Linked DNA regions of Capra hircus: region 2 is linked to region 1. A link is a contact called in public Hi-C data. All regions are on one chromosome and are shown on one strand. The core of a region is the stretch at or near the end of the contact, and the rest is flanking DNA. Distances in the headings are between cores, read along the strand shown. Region 1 overlaps MBNL2 (muscleblind-like protein 2). Region 2 has its middle 100 kb from the start of OXGR1.

The links. Hi-C and Micro-C count contacts between places; a contact is called where the count stands out from the background.
Region 2: a Hi-C map of blood shows a contact between it and region 1, with 4 times the contacts expected there. The contact joins two enhancer-like sites. A contact is called at or near these places in 3 of 5 Hi-C or Micro-C datasets (blood and liver).

What each region holds. Positions count from the first base shown.
Region 1 is chr12:11,771,083-11,775,888 of ARS1.2, forward strand. MBNL2 (muscleblind-like protein 2) reads right to left here. Exons shown (of 9, transcript XM_018056428.1): 4 at 3,507-3,707; 5 at 541-804. Among named protein-coding and RNA genes, the nearest start is that of RAP2A, 97 kb to the left of the region's middle. Within about 2 kb of position 2,404, at least 4 of the 5 cell types and tissues checked have an H3K27ac peak or open chromatin away from gene starts, as enhancers often do.
Region 2 is chr12:12,021,784-12,026,589 of ARS1.2, forward strand. No RefSeq gene overlaps it. Among named protein-coding and RNA genes, the nearest start is that of OXGR1, 100 kb to the right of the region's middle. Within about 2 kb of position 2,943, at least 1 of the 5 cell types and tissues checked has an H3K27ac peak or open chromatin away from gene starts, as enhancers often do.

The DNA of each region.
Region 1 (4,806 bases), core at 1,154-3,653:
TTTTCAAAGCACCATCCATACAGCTCCATCTTCATCTGTTTCATGACTTTATGTTCTGCATAAATTTTCTTTCAGGGAGAGAGGGAGTTTGCAGCATGGCCTTTGTAATAAGTAACAAGAAGTGGGGAGCAAAAAAATGGGGGCAGTGGCTCCCGGCCCGGGTGCATCCTCCGCCCGGTTCTCCTCTCTCCCCGGCTCCAGGCCGCCTCCCTGGTCCTTCCAGCCCGGTCCCGCCCGCGTCCGCGCTCCAAGAGGCGCGCTGGGCTTGGGGAGGGGCCCTCGCACCCACCCCTGGCTTCCCTGCGCCCGCCTGAGGGATTTACTTATTGTGCTGCGAAGGGAAGGAGGAAGGAACGGTACAAAACGAAAACGAAACGGGCGGGGCGGGGGGACCACAACAGGACGGAGGCAGCGGAGCAGCGGGAGCGCCAGCCGGCCCCACTCCCGGCGGCGAGGCGCGCGTGCGCGTGCCCGCGCGGAAGGCGCGGCTCCGGGCGCGCGGGCTTCGGGGAAGGTGCGCGGCGCGCGCGCCCCACTTACCATGACTGTGGCCGCGGCCGCGGCTGCCTGGGCGGCCACCGCGGCCTGGTTGGCTTGGTGCTGCGCAGCTTTGATTTTGGCCTGCAAGTGTGCAGGAGGGTGAAAATATTTGCATTTCTCCCTCATGCAACGCCCCTTTATGTAATCCATACAAACGGTTACGGTGTTGTCGTTTGTGTCGACCATGGTGCTGTCGGCGGGGTGTGCAAAGCGGCAGTCGGTCTCTCCCCGGGCACAGTTTCCTCGCTGGAACTCCCTGCAGACCTAGGACACGGGGGGAGGGAGAAGAGCATACGATGCAGTAAAAAAAAAAAAAAAGAAGATGCTTTCCCTTTCTTTGAATGCTGGCTTTTTTTGCCATTTACAATCAACGTTCGATTATCCCGAACCCAAGTCACTGGAATCCCGGGCAAACTATGATCACTTCAGTTTTGCTTCGCCCTGTTTGCTGCGGTGAGAATCTGTATTGAGCTAGGAAGTAAAAATCTACACTTTAGCTAAGATAACAGAAAAATCAACAAGGCCCCCATTGTTCATGGGTTTTATTTATTTATATTTATTTGTTTACTTTTATAGAGAAGGGAAGGAAAGAAAATGTTATATATATACTAATTCAGAGATTTTATATATATACACATATATATTTACACACACACACATATGTATAAAATCTGGTCTTCTGTATGTAACTACATCTCTGACATGACAACTCTGGGAAGTTGTGGGGTTTTTTGCATGGAGGGATTATTTCACCAAGGATCCAGCCACAATATCATAGCTGCACAATTCCAAAAGTGATCAACTTGTTTCTTCTCCCTGAGGACAGGAAGTGGGGGGCAGGGTGAATGTGAATACTCCCGTTTTCCCCTAAATCTCTCCTGCTCTACAAGATAAAGTGGGCTTCTAATCATAGATTAGAACAACTATGATACCCAAGACACCAAAACTTTCATTTAAATCACAATATTATTTTTTAAAATAAATAAAAGATAAAAAGGAGAGAAATATGGGAAGAGATAAAGCAGGGGCCTGGGGGAAGGAAGTAGGATAGATTTTGAAGTGTTGATATATTGTTTCTTTTTCTTATTCTTCAGTCCTTAATTATCCTGAAATCTCTAGTAACTAAAATGCTCCATCCTCTGAGAATTCCCATGGATCAAGAGTTAACTGTATAAAGAAAATTTTCCTTGGAATTTAAAGAGTATTCTTAATCTTGCCCTAAATATCAATAATATGAAATAACACAACTAAGAAGCATGTAACAGTTATAAATATCTGTATCAGAGAAAAATTATTAGTGAAATGGTAATTTCTTTTCTTAGGCTCTACATCCAGTGTTGATGTGCTTAAGTGGCGGTTCACATCTTGATCACTAGTGACTTATAGGAAGGGTCACTGGCATGACACTGGGAGCCTTGTGACAGTCAAAGGTACTTGGGAAATATAGTTTCGCTGATCAGTGGCCAGGCAAGTTTGAAGGCCAAGCAGATACATCACAAAATTATTAATTGCTTCCTTCTACTTTGGATATTGTCCAATATTCCATCCTTAGTTCATAAAACGTACAAAAGAAAAATTACTAAGCCGTTCTCACAGATTGTGAGTAAGCCTCCCCTTATAAGTGGAATGACTCAAGGTTGAGACGGCGTTGGGTGTTGAGCATTTACCTAGGGGCTCTGTGTGCCACCGACTTCATTCCTGCTTTGAAATAAATTGCAAGCTGCTTTGCTAAAGTCCTCGTGAATCATTTTTACATATGTCTTTGTCTGCCAATCCTGTTGGGAAGGACAACTTGTTCCCAACTCGACTGATTTAATTTGTTTTCTAAACCACACAGTCACGTACTGAACACAAAAGCTTGACGGGTCCACCAGGTGGCGCCCCAAACACTTTTCCAGTCCCGTGAAAGGTCTGTTCAATATTCACAGGGGTAGGCTGGATCAAAACTGTAGCGATGGGAGTTTATAGTCTTTTCATTTGGGGATCCATATACTTCAGAAGGAAGCTGGTATTAGGCAACATTTTATCACTTTCAAGATTTATAGAGTAAATATTTAAACAAATGCATATTGAAAGAATCATTCTTGAATGATCCCAAGATAAAGTACAGTATATATCCTGATCTTACATATGTATCAACTAACTATAATTGGTGATCGAATTTAAGGAGCCCTTTGAAAAATCTATCAGATTCTTTATACTCCATATAAAATGCTCTATTAAATACCAGAGGATACAGTAGTTAAGATAAATGGATGCCCTGATTAAAAAGAAATTTAACCCAGTTAAGTTAAATCCAGGTAAGCTGGTTTGACTCCTGACTTAAGAATTACGTTTTATAAATATATGAATTTGTTTTCTTGACTTTTCTAGAAGACTTGAATGTCAGTTAAAGAAAATATCTCAAATCAATAATTAGACTCTCCCAGGCTCTAGTTCCCCTGTTTACCTACATACAACCGGGGCTGGAGCATGCTGGAGCAGCCATACTTGTTCTTAAAGTACTGAAATATGATCATACCAGTCGGTCTGTAGTCATTGTCCTACTTCCTCCCACCTCTGCCCCTTCATCCTGGCTGCTGGCTTTCTAACCTGCTCATTCCCAGACCTTTCCAAGATCCATCAAAGGTTCATGCCTGACACAGTTGGAACCCTTGGGAGCCATTTCCATGACCCACATAGTGACTGATTCAGCCTTCCATTGGTTGTTGCATATTTTGCCTCTGAATACACATTCCACACAATCGATTTTTATTTGTATTGAACTTAGTCTTTTCCCACAGATTAATTTCCTTTATACTTGGCCTCCAATTCAAACAGTAGAATTATGAAATGCATGACTTTTAGGTGAATCTCTGTGCGTGGCTGTTTTGTAAGACTGAATTGGTATCTTAGAAGCATTCACTTCCATAGAAGTACACTGCTACCCCCAAAGGCATCTCAAAACACAAATATAATTGAAGTACCTCCAGTTTGTCAGTCCTGAGAAGTTTCTGAGTTGCAGTTGAGCCCGGGACAGTGACAGGTGGACTTCCGGGAACAATAACAGGTGTGGTGGGTAGAATTTCCGTTGGGACTAACCCAACTCCAGGGGTTACAGGTGCTAAGTAAGGAGCAAAGCTAATCGCCGTATTTGTCCCTATTGCGGGACCTACAGGAAAAGTGGGCTGTTAAAGGAAGATAACACAGGACAAAAACTTCTTTAGAATAAAACTTAAAAAAATCACCAGCAACATTTACTCACTGCATATAAGACTCTTTGTGTTAGCTGCAAAAATCAGTGCTGAACTGTGAAAACTCTTTAAGCCTCTCTGTTTAGTGCTTAATAAAAATGAAATCCACATAGACCCTCTCTTTCCCAAACCATATAAACACAAAGGAGAATGTCATCAAAACCTAACTACAGGAACCAGCTTAAACTTTTATTCCCATGAAAGTGTTCTCAAGAAAAGAAAATGGTTATTCTATTCTGGTGCCTCATCATTCCACGCTAGTGAGTGTTACAACATGAAGACAGTAAAATGGACGGAACGCTGACTCATGATCTCTGATGTGCTCTACATGTCTCTCAAAGGGAGAAGAAAAAACAAACACCATGAATATAGGCTGAGTTTCAGCAAATTTGTATACTCTCAAGCACTGGGGATTATCTGGTATTTTATTTTGCTCAGACTTACCAGTATGCCTCCATGTTCTATCACTAGTATGTAAAATCCCCAAATTCACAGGCAGTTTTCACATAGACCTGCTATTTCTTGCTCTAGCTCAACTATGTCTAGATCCGGTCTTCTTTTCCTGAGAGGTTGAATGGAAAAGCTTGAACTTCTCTGTTGGCCATTAAAAGTTGCTTTGGTTTCCTAGGTCACAAAGTCAACATGGCTGTGATAAAGGCATAGAGTACCCTATTAAAACCTCGTCATCACTGTCCTCGTTGTCCAGGGATAAGACAAAATATACTAGAGGGTTGATGAGATGATGGTTTTCAAAAGCTTCACCTGAAAGGACGCCTTTCAGAAAGGAAAGAATGTACGTTTAAGAGAAGGACAAACTCAGCTTCACTTCAAAGGAGCTGATGTTAAACATTCAAGATGCTAGATAAAGATTTTTCTTAGCATAAATTTTGCACTGATTTGGGACTGTATCGTTTTGTTGGTTTGTTTTTTGTTATTGGATGGCTTTTAACCTATTCATTTTTAGGACCAGTTTTCAGATAGTTGCAATTACACGTCAACGCAGTTTTCTAATATTGAACAACGCCGTTGGCCA
Region 2 (4,806 bases), core at 1,693-4,192, 250 kb after region 1:
TGTTCGCTGATGGGGAAACTGAGGCTCCCAGGGTGAGGGATGTCCCAGGGCTCAGCTGGTTCATTAGGGGCTAGCCTGGAACTAAGATCCAGACAAGGCTGATTTCAAATCACACATTGTTTATCACACCAGGTTTTAAAAAAAAGATTCAGACAATCTGAGAAGAGGAATAAAAAATACAACTCCATGAAACTGTCAACAACGTGAAAAGAGACAAGCATCTGTTTTTTCAGGTAGAACTCCACAAAAAGGACAAAAATACTCTTAAATATATGGACAGAATTTGGTGCACACTGAGGTGCCATTGGCTCATTTACTTGCCTATTTAGGGCACAAAGTGGCGACCAGCAGACGGTGTTGAGCTGAATGCACCGGAGGTTGCTTGCTTCTGGAAACCAGAGCATCTGGAGAGATTCACGGACATTGCAAGGATTCAAGTTAGTGAGGGTGGAGAGGAAGGGAAGGGAGGAGGGAAGAGTTGCTCTGACTTTGGAACAGATTGTCCAAGGGGAAAAACAGGCCTGGAAATAGATGGCCACACAGTTTGGCCCAGGACCACATAACCAGAGCGGGTTCAAGCACCTACTCCAGCCTCACTGACCACCATTAACAGTTCACAGCTCCACTGCCTCTCCAGCCCTCCACCCTGGGAAACACTAGATGGTTTAAAAACCAAACAGGCCTCCAGCATGGCCTGATGGCGGTGTTCAGCTTGATCAGAGCGCCCAGTAACAGGTGACCAGAACAACAATGAGAAAATAACCTGTCCGGCTCACAAGCGATCTCTGAAGCAGAGCCTGCTTCGGTGTGGCGGGGTGCATTTCTGTATAGTGTGTCCTTTCCTAAATATCCCAGGGTTTAGAGGTGCCACTCAAGACCGAAGGGCTGAATCAGAACCGCGCTGGTGGGAGCTTTGCCCTGTTTGGAGTGTTCTGTGGAATATGTAGATGGGAGGGTGGGGGTGAAGGTTGAAAAGAGCTGCTGGCTGACTTTCCTGCTTGTCAGCCATTCGTCCATGAGCATTTCTTTGTCTTTTTTAAAAATATTGAACTACAGTTGCTTTACAATGTTGTATTAGTTTCTACGGTGCAGCAAAGTCGGGCAGTCGCACTAGCACATGTGTCCTCTCTCTCTTAGTTTCCTTCACATTTAGGTCAAGAGCACTGAGTGGAGTTCCCTGTGCTGTACAGCATTTCTCCCTAGTTATCTATTTGTCCTCCCCGGTTATCTATTTCATACGTAGCATCATCAGTGTCAATATGTCCTGGACATGAGCATTTCTGGAGGAATGCCATGTGCTGGGTCCCAGCGAGCTTCCCACGCTGGTACTCCTCACTCTCATCCTGAGAGGAGAGGACCCACAGCTCCGAGGGCCTCAGGCCTCCCAGAAGAGGCCACCGTTTCCCTTCTGCTTAATAACACGGTGCTGACGAGACAAGTGCTGTTTTGGGCTCCAGCGGTCACAACCCATCTCCGTGATGGCTCTCCTTGGCATTGCTTCCACTTGCTCTTAATTGAATTGAATTGCAGAGGAATTAAGAAACAGTAAACAGACTTCTTTCCCCTGTTCTCTTGGTACCCCCAAGGGTCTAGGTGACTCAGAAGGCTCCTAACCAACCCGATGCCACCGACGTTGGGTTTCTAGAGCCAGGAGTTTGAAGGACGTGGGACTGGACGGGTGGGGCTGTCTTCCTCACGACACAGTAAAAATGCAACGAGTCAACTTCTGGCTTAGTTCTAATTTTGCCATTGGCTCCACCTTCCAGCTCTTATCACTCCTGTCCCCCCATGGAATTTCTTAAGAGCCCCAAACAGACTTCCCTGAATCCTTTCCTACTGTCCATTAATTCTTGCCAAGTCTTCTGTCCCCCACAGGGAAACACACTTCCCATCCTGGGTGCTGCAAATGGTGACAAGTTACAATGGACATTTTATAGCATTTTCAATATACAAAATACAATTTTCAGATATACAAATCATTTTCAAATGCCATTCCCTCATTTATAGAAAAAACGGCTATAGTTGTTTACATACCAACATCCCCAGTTTATAGATAATGAGAATCAGAGAGAAGTGGTTTAGCGGGTCTCCTCCGATGTCAATTCAGCTGCGAGACTACTAGAAAGCTAGTAAGGTTGGGACAAAGTCCAACTCCCAACTCCCTGCTCCTTAAGGATTTGGAAAACTCCTTCTCCTGTGGCTTACGTTAATTAAACCTAAACCTGCCTTTTAGAGCAAAGCAAAACAAATATGCTCTCTCTTTCAAATATTGGCCCTCCAAATATTTGAAGGCAGCGACTGGCTGCCCTCCAGGGCCTCGTTTCTCACGTTGGAAAGTGCACGAAATTCACCCCAGGGAGTTTGCAAACCTGTCGGTTCTGATTCGGTAGTTTTGGGGTGTGGCCTGAGATTCTGGTTCCTAACAAGCCCTACCTCCTCCCAGATCAGTTGCTCAGAGCAGGGGGGGGGGGGGAAAACCATATAAAATTAAGAAAAACACTTTTCATATTCCTGTTTCCTGTTTCCTGTTCCCCTGCATTTATAAAAGCTCCCAGCTCACATAGGGCACTTCATAAATGTCCAATGTGTTTGGACAGAAGGGAGGCAGACTCAGTGACATCAAATACCTCCCCCTTCTTCATCCCAGCCCCATCCTTGGTTTAGAAAAAGCCTTCGCTTCTTACCCGTTACTCAACTCATTCGATTAACAGTTATCCTTTCTAAATCGGGAATAACTGTAAAAATGACTATTAGGTGCCTGGTGTACAGGGAAGACGTCTAATAAATCTCAGTGATCACCCCGCAAACAAAACCGAACTAAAGAAAGCAGAGACTTAAACAAGAATTGCCAAAACACTGTGTCCTCGCTGGAATAAGACAGGAAAAAATGCTCCACTGGAAAGAACACGCTGCAAGGAGCGCTCGGTCCACCTCCCCGCAAGGGAAACGGCGCGGCTCGCGGGGCGCCGACCAGGCTGCGGGGGCGCCCGGCCCGAGCTCTGCTGCCCTCTGCTGGCCGGACGCCCGCCCGCGCGTCTCGTCGCATCGCTGCGGCTCCCAGGGGACCTGTATCCTCAGCTAGTAGGTTATGCAACACCGGACTGCAACGAGAGCACGTGTGAGAAAAGGAAACCACTGACCTCTTGGCGCTTCGATTAAATACAAAAGATAAGAGAAGCGGAGGGCGAGAAAAGAGCAAGTGCCTTCTCAACATAGAAGGGACCGAGCAAGGATGTACTCAAATGCACTCTGAGCAGGAGCTCTTAGAAGCAGGGGGACCACTCCTGTTTTGAATATGAAGAACCTGAAGCTGGGGGGAGATTGGGGATTGACGTTAGTGAGGGAAGTATCACTAGGGAGAGACCCAGCCGAGTTTGGAAGGGGGGCCCTTTCTGACTTCCAAATACCAGGTTTCTATCCCTGGCTCTTTGATTCCTTAGCTAAGGGGCTGGACCAGATACTTGGTCATGTTGGGTCTTGATGTTCTTCATTTTTCAGATGAGGGACTGACTGAGGTGGGCTCTGTGGTGTCTTTCAGTTCTCACATTCTGAGTACAACACCCTGAGAAGACCATAATTCAAACAGGTACATGTACCCCAATGTTCACTATTTATAATAGTCAGGTCATGGAAGCAACCTAGATGTCCATCAACAGATGAATGGGAAGATGGGGTACATGTATCTGCTCTTCTTAAGCAGGAGTAGACTATGGGATCATCTTCCCCAGGGGGACTCTGCATTTCTCACCAAACAAAGCTACGGGGGACTAGCTTCCACACCCACCTAGTAGCACCAGCATACTGGACCCCCTGACATATTCTTCAATTAGTCAGGTAAGTCATTCAGTCGTGTCCGACTTGCGACCCCATGGACTGCAGCACACCAGGTTTCCCTGTCCGTCACCAACTCCCAGAGCTTGCTCAAAGTCATGTCCTTTGAGTTGGTGATGCCATTCAACCATCTCATCCTTTTAAGTCCCCTTTCTCTCTCTTCCTTCAATCTTTCCCAGCATCAGGGTCTTATCCAATGAGTCAGTTCTTTGCATCCAAAGGATTGGAGTTTCAGCTTCAGCATTAGTCCTTCCAATGAATATTCAGGACTGATTTCCTTTGGGATTGACTGGTTTGATCTCCTTGCAGTCATATTCTTCAGAGGCTACCAAATTATTTCAAAGCTGTGTTTTTGAAACAAGCCTTCAAGTTTTAAATGTCTGATCACTGGTGAAATTTCCCAGTCAATCTCGCCCATTCAAAATACACGGTTAATGTTGCTGAGACATGAACACTACAAACTGAGCAGGTTCATCCATGCCTGTCAGGCTCCGGGAAACATGAACATTTTTATATTTTTTGGCACAAGTCCCTGAGGTCCCACTTAATGAGCTGGTGGAAACTTTAAATTATTTTAATCTGCTTTATTGAGGTAAGATCAACATATAAAAAGTTGTAGATATTTGATGAATACAATTTGATGTGTCTGGAGGTAAGTGTGCCCTCAAAACCATCATTATAATCAATGCTATAAACTTATCCATTACCTCCAAAAATTTCCTCCCCCGCTCTGTTTTTGTGTTTCTTTTTTTTTTTTTTATCATTCGTCCTTTGCTTCAGGCATACTTGCTTTCAGTCTGAATCAATCCTCAAGGCATTTTCGTTTGGTTCTTTACTGATAGGAAGTGGGTGGACATTTCAGTCCTGTCTAGTTTGGATATTGACTTATGACATTCTTCTAGTTCATTGTGATCTTCAGCTCATAAAATATTTTAAGGATTGCTTTGCCCACATAGGGCTGGGAAGCATCTCCGC